Linked DNA regions of Rattus norvegicus: regions 1 and 3 are each linked to region 2. A link is a contact called in public Hi-C data. All regions are on one chromosome and are shown on one strand. The core of a region is the stretch at or near the end of the contact, and the rest is flanking DNA. Distances in the headings are between cores, read along the strand shown.

What was found. Hi-C and Micro-C count contacts between places; a contact is called where the count stands out from the background.
Region 1: a Hi-C map of liver shows a contact between it and region 2, with 3 times the contacts expected there. The contact joins two enhancer-like sites. A contact is called at or near these places in 2 of 12 Hi-C or Micro-C datasets (kidney and liver).
Region 3: a contact with region 2 is called in a Hi-C map of liver, with 2.2 times the contacts expected there. The contact joins two enhancer-like sites. A contact is called at or near these places in 3 of 12 Hi-C or Micro-C datasets (kidney and liver).

What each region holds. Positions count from the first base shown.
Region 1 is chr2:34,286,889-34,289,792 of GRCr8, reverse strand. No RefSeq gene overlaps it. Among named protein-coding and RNA genes, the nearest start is that of Rpl21l6, 25 kb to the right of the region's middle. Within about 2 kb of position 1,467, at least 11 of the 93 cell types and tissues checked have an H3K27ac peak or open chromatin away from gene starts, as enhancers often do. A contact at or near this core is called in liver, where this site is marked.
Region 2 is chr2:34,126,933-34,130,047 of GRCr8, reverse strand. No RefSeq gene overlaps it. Among named protein-coding and RNA genes, the nearest start is that of Rpl21l6, 130 kb to the left of the region's middle. Within about 2 kb of position 1,692, at least 16 of the 93 cell types and tissues checked have an H3K27ac peak or open chromatin away from gene starts, as enhancers often do. A contact at or near this core is called in liver, where this site is marked.
Region 3 is chr2:34,337,242-34,340,104 of GRCr8, reverse strand. No RefSeq gene overlaps it. Among named protein-coding and RNA genes, the nearest start is that of Rpl21l6, 75 kb to the right of the region's middle. Within about 2 kb of position 1,379, at least 11 of the 93 cell types and tissues checked have an H3K27ac peak or open chromatin away from gene starts, as enhancers often do. A contact at or near this core is called in liver, where this site is marked.

The DNA.
Region 1 (2,904 bases), core at 218-2,717, 160 kb before region 2:
GGTTCCCAGGTCCCCAGGACCCATCTGAGGGTTCCCAGGTCCCCAGGACCCATCTGAGGGTTCCCAGGTCCCCAGGATCCGTCTGAGGGTTCCCAGGTCCCCAGGACCCATCTGAGGGTTCCCAGGTCCCCAGGACCCATCTGAGGGTTCCCAGGTCCCCAGGATCCGTCTGAGGGTTCCCAGGTCCCCAGGACCCATCTGAGGGTTCCCAGGTCCCCAGGACCCATCTGAGGGTTCCCAGGTCCCCAGGATCCGTCTGAGGGTTCCCAGGTCCCCAGGACCCATCTGAGGGTTCCCAGGTCCCCAGGATCCGTCTGAGGGTTCCCAGGTCCCCAGGACCCATCTGAGGGTTCCCAGGTCCCAGTGTTCATCTTTGGTAGTAGCAAGTTTACTAACTATGAGAACAGACACTTCAGTATGAACCAAAAGAACAGAGAAGTCTCTATCTTAGCTTAAACAGATTGCTGGTTGAATGAGGAAGATTTTAGGCAAGAAACAGAGGGTCTGTTGCAATTTATTTTTCAGAGGAATTAAGTCTCAATCTAGAATGATGTAAGAACATCACAGATCATGTATCATTCTGACAGAGACAGTGAGGTAGAAACAAGGAATGTCAAGAACTTACAATCAGAATGGAGCTCATTTCTGTACACCGGGAAGAATCTACATGGAGCTCTACCTTCTGTCTTTACTTTTCACTTCTTAAGTTTGGGAAGGAAGCAAGTATCTCTCCGATCTGCCCACCACCACTCCCTAAACATCATAATCACCCTTGTGAGGGAATCACCATACATTATGGGGAAACAGAATGCCTTATCAAGGAAATGGTGGTCTTCCTCCACAAGTGTCTGAGAGAAAAGTTCTCACTGAAGGAACAGTTTAAGTGCAGTCATTATTGGAGCACCTTAATAGCCTTCTGAAGTTCCTTTTGTATTTCCAGATTCTTCCATTCTACTCTGTCTCTGAGAAAAACAAAGCACTGAGAAGTCTCCTAGCAAGCCGGCAAGAAAGTAAGAACTACGTCTGAGATCAGATGCAGAACTAATCTTTGATTTAATCCTACTAAGCCTTGTGCCCAGTATTTCAGAGTTGGTCTGGGTCCAATGTAGACAGAGGTTAAACAAATTAGCACACGCACTGATGGTGGGAGTGGCATTTTCAGAGTTATTTGAAGATTATGTCCACCTTGCCAGCTCAGACTTGCAGCAAGTAAGTAAACTTAGATTAACCCTAGATTAATCCAAAGACAAAAGAACCTTCAGCCAGAAGACTGAGATAGGAGTGGGGATGGGGAGAAAAGTATGCTCTGTCCTAATCACTGGGAGAGAGCCCGCCATCCATCTGAGCCAAGTCTGTCCTGATCTATAATGAGATCAATTGTATCTGAAGCTCTTTGGGTCCTGGCAGCAGGACAGGCCCAGCAGGGCAGCAATGAAGAGCGATGACCTCACTGAAGAGCACAGCCAAGGCCACAAACCTCCATTTCTGGTTCTCCCTTCCACCCTCCCTCCTCTCTTTAGCCACTGCTGGACTGCCTGTTGCCCAGCAAGGCAGAGCTAGTCTTCAAAGTAAACTATCAATGCTCTGCACTTGCAATCTCTTTTCCAATGAGCCTAGGAAGAGCTTTTCTATGTTATAGTCACCTGAAATGTTACGTAACTTGAGGCACTTGCTGACAGGAACCTGGTGTGACTGTACCTTGGGAGGTTTGGCCAGCAACTGACCAATGCAGATGTGGATGCTTGGAGCCAACCTTCAGAGCTCAGAGACCTTGGTGGGGGAGCTGGCAGAAGGACTGAAGGAGCAGAGGGGAATTGCAACCCCATAGGAAGAGCAATATCAGCTGGCCGAATTACCCAGAGCTCCCAGGGACTAGACTACTAACCAAGAGTGTACAGGGAGGGATCCATGGCTCCAGATACATATGTAGCAGAGAATAGCCTTGTCTGACAATCAGTGGGAGGGGAGGCCCTTGGTTCTGTGGAGGTTTGATGCCCTAGTACAGGTGGATGTTAGAGCGGTGGGGCAGGAGAAGGTGGCATGGGTGGGAGAATACCCTCATAGAGACAGTGGAGGAGGAGGAGGAGAGTGTGGATGTGGGATGAGGGGTTTGTGGAGGGGTAACTGGGAGGTGGAATATCATTTGAGATGTAAACGAGTTGAATGATTAATTTAAAAAAAGAGAGAAATTAGCCAATATATATATATATATTCAACCTCTATAAATCAGCTTTATGGGAAATATTTAGCCACCTCCCCATCCCCTTCGACATGAAATACTTATGAAATACTTCTGCCTAAATACATTCAATTATTCCATGGACATGGAGGACTAAGGGCATGGCTTCTAGGCTCTACCTCAGAATAAAAGCCAAGATTCCATATCACCCTAACCTTTCACTTCTTTCCTTTCTTACATACTACAGAAATGCAGAATGAGAATATCTTTGTGAGCCATTTTGATTAGTGATTCCACAAGAGTGTAATTGGTGTAAAGGAGAACCACAGAAAGGGTGCACAAGCTCTAAGTCATCTGGGTGCTGGGAAAGCAGAATTTCCCTATTAGGAGAAGAAGAAAATGCTTAGGGAGAGAGTCCTATGCCAACACATTTCTACAAAAAAAAATGACATAGAAGGCCTTTTGGATTCCAGATAACTCTTACAAAATATTTTGATGGATTAAATGCAAAAAGTGAATCAAGCATATGGATTAAATTTTCATTAAAATACAGATGGGATTTTTGTTATTAAATTAAGTAAAATGTTTGGCAAAGTAGATTTGGTTTTGGCCAATCCCAGGGACATTTGAAAAACAATTTTGAGCTATTCAGTGAACTAAGCCGAAAGCCAAGCTTAGCCCATCTTTAGAGTTTGGAAGAACTGAAATCTGGCTTATAGGGATCT
Region 2 (3,115 bases), core at 443-2,942:
CTCTAGGTGTTCAGTCTTGGCAGGACCAAGGGCTTCCCCTTTCCACTGGTGCTCTTACTAGGCTATTCATTGCTACCTATGAGGTTGGAGCCCAGGGTCTGTCCATGTATAGTCTTTGGGTAGTGGCTTAGTCCCTGGAAGCTCTGGTTGGTTGACAATGTTGTTGATATGGGGTCTCAAGCCCCTTTAAGCTCTTCCAGTCCTTCCTCTGATTCTTTCAACGAGGGTCCCGTTCTCAGTTCAGTGGTTTAATGATGTTAGTTGTATTCTAATCGGGGCTTTGGAAGACGGAAAAAGTCTCCTCGGAAAGGAGGCTGGGGGAAGAGGTTGAAAGAATTCCAGCAAGCACAGGAATTTATAAGAAACTAACAAACAACAACAACAATAACAACATCTTACAACATAAGTCTATTCCCGAGGAGGAAAGAAGATAGACTGCATTTTCGAGGCAGGGTAGCAACACTGTGTAACTCAAGGTGTGGAGGTTACCATCCAGTTCACAATCTGGGAGAGCCGTGCTCGCTGGTATCACACCACGTGTAACCCGTGCACCCAGACTCGGACAGATATGATTTAGGGCTTCTAAGTGAAAAAATAGACCTGCAGTGGTGTCCACCTAGGAGCCACAATCAAAGCCCAACTTCTCACAGAATCACGCTCTAAAGTATAATGATGTCTGGATTATGTCCAGGCTCCCATTTTATGGTTTTGCAAATGAAGCAGTTGAATGCCTGAAATGTCAGATGTCTTGCCCAAAGTCAACCGGCCCGTGGTAAGAAGTGACATACATTCTCCCTGCTTCCAGCACCTGGACAATGGGCCACTTTCCGGTACACCCCTTTAGTTTATCTGGATCTCAGAGTGAGTCTCCCTTGCGTTTAACATGAACTGGGCCCTTTCTAAAATGCTAAGCATGCCTGGGGAATACAAAAATTTTCCAAAGGGCCTGGCCTGTGAGCCCTATCAGAACGGAACTTGCCCCCATAACACAAAAACTTTGGTCCAGGAAATAGAGACTTGCCAGGCACATGTCCAAGCCTTTCTCCGGCCAGTGTGTTTACAGCTTATAGAACAAATGTGGTTTGTCCCTGCTGCAGTTGACTGACTTAACCCGCCTTGGTTTATTGGTTAAATATTTACTCATCAATATATTTAAAAGCCATATTATTTACACAATAGGCCTGGCACTATTCTGGACCGTTGGTAATAATTACCTATTTGAAATCAGGCCATCCAAGGTGAGAAAACCAATGACCATTAGCAGAAAGAATGAGAAACTTACAGGTTACTGAAGTGGGCCTTTAATTTAAGTTTTATTTTTAGCACAGTGCTGCTACTCTTCCTGATGGGAGTTTTATGTATATTTGAATGTGTGTGGTACGAGTCAAGGGGAAGGAGAGAGTAGCCTTTTTACCAAAAACCAACGCAATGAAACCACTTTAGGAACAAGCTCCCTGCCAAATTTCTTACTGAAATCAAAGACACCTTTGAGTTCATTGCCCAAGAGCAGGGCAAAAGGCACCTGCAGTCACGTCTGTTTCTCATTTGGTTCCCGTGTAACTCAGATGCCCTGTGGATTAAATGAAACCTTCCCCCCGAGTTGAAATCATGTCTACCACGTGTCGGCTCAGCTGGAGTTTAGAAACAGGAGCCGAGAGAGTGCCATTCAAATAGGCAACTCTGGTTTTCCCCAACTGTAACCTGAACTGGAGAGTCAGGTTCTAAGAACCGTGCCCTTGCTTCTCTGTAAAGGATACTACAGGCAGAACCCTGTTTGCATCAGCTCCCACAGAAGCTCTCCCAAGAGAAGGCCATGGCAAGCAGCACAGTGTTAAGGATGCTTCGTCAGCAGCCCTTGACCTGTGCATGAATTTGCAGCCATATCCTGACACAGAGAATGGAGTACAACCGGAACCACCATCAAACCCCAGGAGGCTGTCACAAGCGACTATGCTGTGTAGGTGCTGCTGTGGGCTGTTTGAGAGTGAAAAGGATTGTGGTTGTCAGAGAAATTGCATTAGGTAAGGTAGGACCCAGCTCTTATATGAAGATCCCAGACCAAATTCTTCTCAGGTTTAAACCCCAAGTACCCTCTTAAATATCCACCTTAATCCTGAATCTTGTCCCTTTGGTCACAGTTTTAAACATTAATGTCTCGTTTCACCCTTCCTTCCTCACATTGATTCAACAAGCATGCAGCAAGTGCCTACTCTGTGCCGTCCAGTGACAGCATCCAGAAACCAGCAAGGACACTGTTTCGGAGGAGTGTCTCTTTAGCTGAGGAGGAGGATGTTCTGGCTTTGAACTAGCTCTGTGAATGCGTGCTCCAGATAAAGTCAAGCCTCCATGTGGTATTCCAGATTTAAATGGGATAAATCAGGATGTGATAATGTGCTTCAAAAAAAAAGATTCAATATTTTACTTTTAAAAAAAAAAAGTCAGAGAAGGATTCCCTTTTAATCTAAACTGCCTTCAGCCCTACCCCCTTCTCACCAAGTGTATTAGTCAGGGTTCTCTAGAGAAACAGAACTGATAGAATGAAATGTATGGATATATGTACATATATATATTTGAAATAAATACCTATATTTCATTCATGAGAAACACTTTCTTTTTCAGGATCCAGGATATCTGAGAGGCTACTTGGGATTTAACCCTGGAAAGAATTTGGTCTGAGAGAGAGACAGAGAGATACAGAGAGGGAGAGATATACACACAGAGAGATAGAGATAGAGATAGATAGGGAGGGAGGGAGGGAGAGAGAGAGAGAGAGAGAGAGAGAGAGAGAGAGAGAGAGAGAGAGAGAGAGGTTAGAATGGCTTACAAGCTGTGGCCCAGCTAGTCCAACAATGGCTGTCTAACAACAGAAAGTCTAGGAATGCATTACTTGTTCAATCTTAGCTGATCTTCAGTAGACGAAGGAATCCTGGAGAAGTAGGTTCTAATGCCAGTGAAGAAACAGCCTTGCTACAGAGGACAAATAGGAAAAGAGAGCAAATGTCCTTCTTCCATGTCCTTTTTATAGGTCCCCCAGGTGTGGCCCATATTAAAGGTCTTCTTCCCACCTCAAAAGATCTGGATTACAGTGGTCTTCCCAATTCAATTGATTCAATTA
Region 3 (2,863 bases), core at 130-2,629, 210 kb before region 2:
AAGATATCCCATCTTTAAAATAATAACAAAAATATTGTATCCCTTCTCAAAAAGCATCAGTCCTGGAAAAGATATTTTGAGGTCAGATATTGGGGAAGTCATCTAATATATTTCCCCCCAAAGATCTTTCCAAACCAAAAGGAAGGAAGGAAATGAACGAGATGGGGAGAGAGTGGGAATGGGAAAGAAGGGAGTAAGGGAGAGAAGAGCAACAGGAGGAGGGGGAGGAGGAGAAAGAGGAGGAGAAAAAGCGAAAGCCATAGAAGAGGCAACACATATAAAATAGGAGAGATTCAAGCCATCCTCCAAGGCTAAAGTCTAAAGAGTCAATGAACTAGATCTCAGTCACATCCACTGTGTGCCAACATCAGGGAGCGGGGGGCGGGGGTCCCTGTACCTCTTTTCCATTAGCATACCTAGTCCAGTATTTTACCCCTTAATACATACAAAAGATCCCACAGGACTCCAAGCGACAACCCAGCTGTCCCTGAAGTTTGTAAACATTAAAAACCACTGCAGGGACACAGTGGCTGGCCCCAGACTGCCAGTGACATAGGGAACCCTCCACCTCTGTGAGGAAGTCCCGATCAATCTTCAGCCAAGTGCAACCTGTCTCTGCACGCAGTGCCCGAACCACCTGGAGCAGATTCTCCTCAGTCCGGGGAGATGATTGCTCGAACATCCTGTTTCTTTTCTCCACCAAGCTGAGAGCTTGCCAATCATCAGCCAGTTAATCTTGTGAAGAAAACAGGCAAACTGTGAGACTTCAGAACATGTATCTGCAAACCCAAACCTTATGGCTGCTTCGGCTCTGGTTAGCCTCAAAGCGACAAGTGACTTCCATAGTCAACTTCTCAACAATGAATGCTGTGACATTCAATGGGGGGTTTCAGTCAGGTGGGCAAAGGCAGAGGAAAGAAATTGGGAAAGATGACATGGAACTAGTTGTCTCTTAAGAACTGAGATTGTTTTCTGGGCAGTAGGTGTGAGAAATAAAGCCTTCTGCAGACACAAGAAACAGGTTTTGGTAATATTCATTTTACCCGCAAAGGCTCTGAATGCCCATCAGACAAAGGTTGCTTTTTTCTCCACAGAGTGAGTGATAGCATGGACTTGGCTGTGGGGACTGCAAAGGTGTTTGGCCACTGTGAATGCATGGGCTTTGGGAAGAGCTTGCCAAATCCCCTTAAGGTTTATGGAAGTCAAGAAGCCACAGAATTCCAACTCTGGTCCCATTTCTCAAGTTCGACTGAAGGTTTTGTACTTGAAGTTGACTGGCTTTTTTGTATTTTGATTTTTCATTAACACAGAAGGCTCGCTGTTGGCAATCACACCCGGGAATGTCCTTGCTGGAGCTTAACATTCCAGCACATTCTACATTGCCTAATGATGAAGCTGTGGTTTGCCAGGAAAGGATTTTTTTAACGCTTTCCTTCTAGAACTGGGTAGAACTATCCCCGGTGCAAACCTCAGCTAGTTCAAACAGAGCTTCTGTAATGGCAGAGGGAGAGAAAAGCTGCTATAAATACTTTTATGGGCTGCAGAGGTGATTTACAACCGGCTTTATTAATCCTATAAAAAGGCACAGCTGAACGCCTTTGAGTTGCATGTGCACAGATGACTAATTAAATACACAGTTAAAAGTCTTGACCCAGCACAATTCTGACCATTAAAGAAATAAGTCTTGAATTCCCCTGCAGGCAGAAGTTTTTGGATGGATTTGTGGGTTGAAAGGAGTGGGAGATAGGTAGAAGGGGGAGGTTGACATTGTGGATCATGGAAGGTAGTGTGTACAAGGGGAAATTTAGTGACCATTTTCTCCCTACCCAGAATAATGGCAGCAGTATGACTGCCCCAGACTGCCAAAGGCCACTTTGCCTGATCTCTGACTGTAACAAGGTTGTGGTCGGTGTGAGGAGAATAAAGAAAAGCACCGTGGCAATAATAGGGAAAATAGAATCCCCATGTCGATAGGGGAATAGAGTAGTTCAACCTTGTCTTGCTCTCCCACTTGCTCCTCAGCCCTCACCGTTGATGTCTCCTTTCAGAAACTGAGGCTCAAGGATGAAAGCCTCCCCACGCCCCAACTAGCAACACAACAGGCTGAGGTTAAGGCCAGGACAAGGACCCAGAGGTGACCTCTAGAACATTCTCCTTTTGGGAGACACCATCCATTCCCCCAGCCCTGTTGCCAGGAGACACAACATGTTTCGGTGTGGGGAGAGGGGATTAGTGGAAGGCAAGTGAGGTAGGCTGCATTTCCAAAGGCAAAATGTTTGCCAAACCATTTATCAGAAACATAAAAGGCCCTTTCAGTTTTCAGGTTCTTGGAAGGGACTAGAAGAGGAGGGAGTGGCCTTTCCCATCAGGGGACAAGCTGCAACAATTCTTCTATCAGCTCTGCGAGGTTTGCTTTGTTAGTTGGCCCCTTCACAAAGTCTGGCTCTGTGAAAATACTTTTAGAAGCTCCCATACCAAGCTGTGAACGTGTGCTACGAGACCGCTGGGTATGGGGGGTTGGGTAGACTATTGTAGGGTTATGTAAGCCAGCCAAATGCTTCTTCTGCAATGTCCAGGGTGCCTCCCAACCTCACCACTACTCAAACTGGGAGAATGATTGAGGACTATTTTTTCCCTTTCCCCATCAAATAGCTATACCTGCTTTGGATTTGGATTCTGGGGTCACATCGTTAATTCCAAAAAAAACAAACTTTCTTCCCCCTTCACATGTGAAGCCTGGGGCCTGGCTGCTGCCTCTGCCTGGGAACATTGCCCTCACTGTCTTTCATTAGTCTCGTTCCTTTTTGTCAGCTAACTCAGAGTCAACCTTCAGGTCAAAAGTCACTTCCAGTCAGAGAAATGT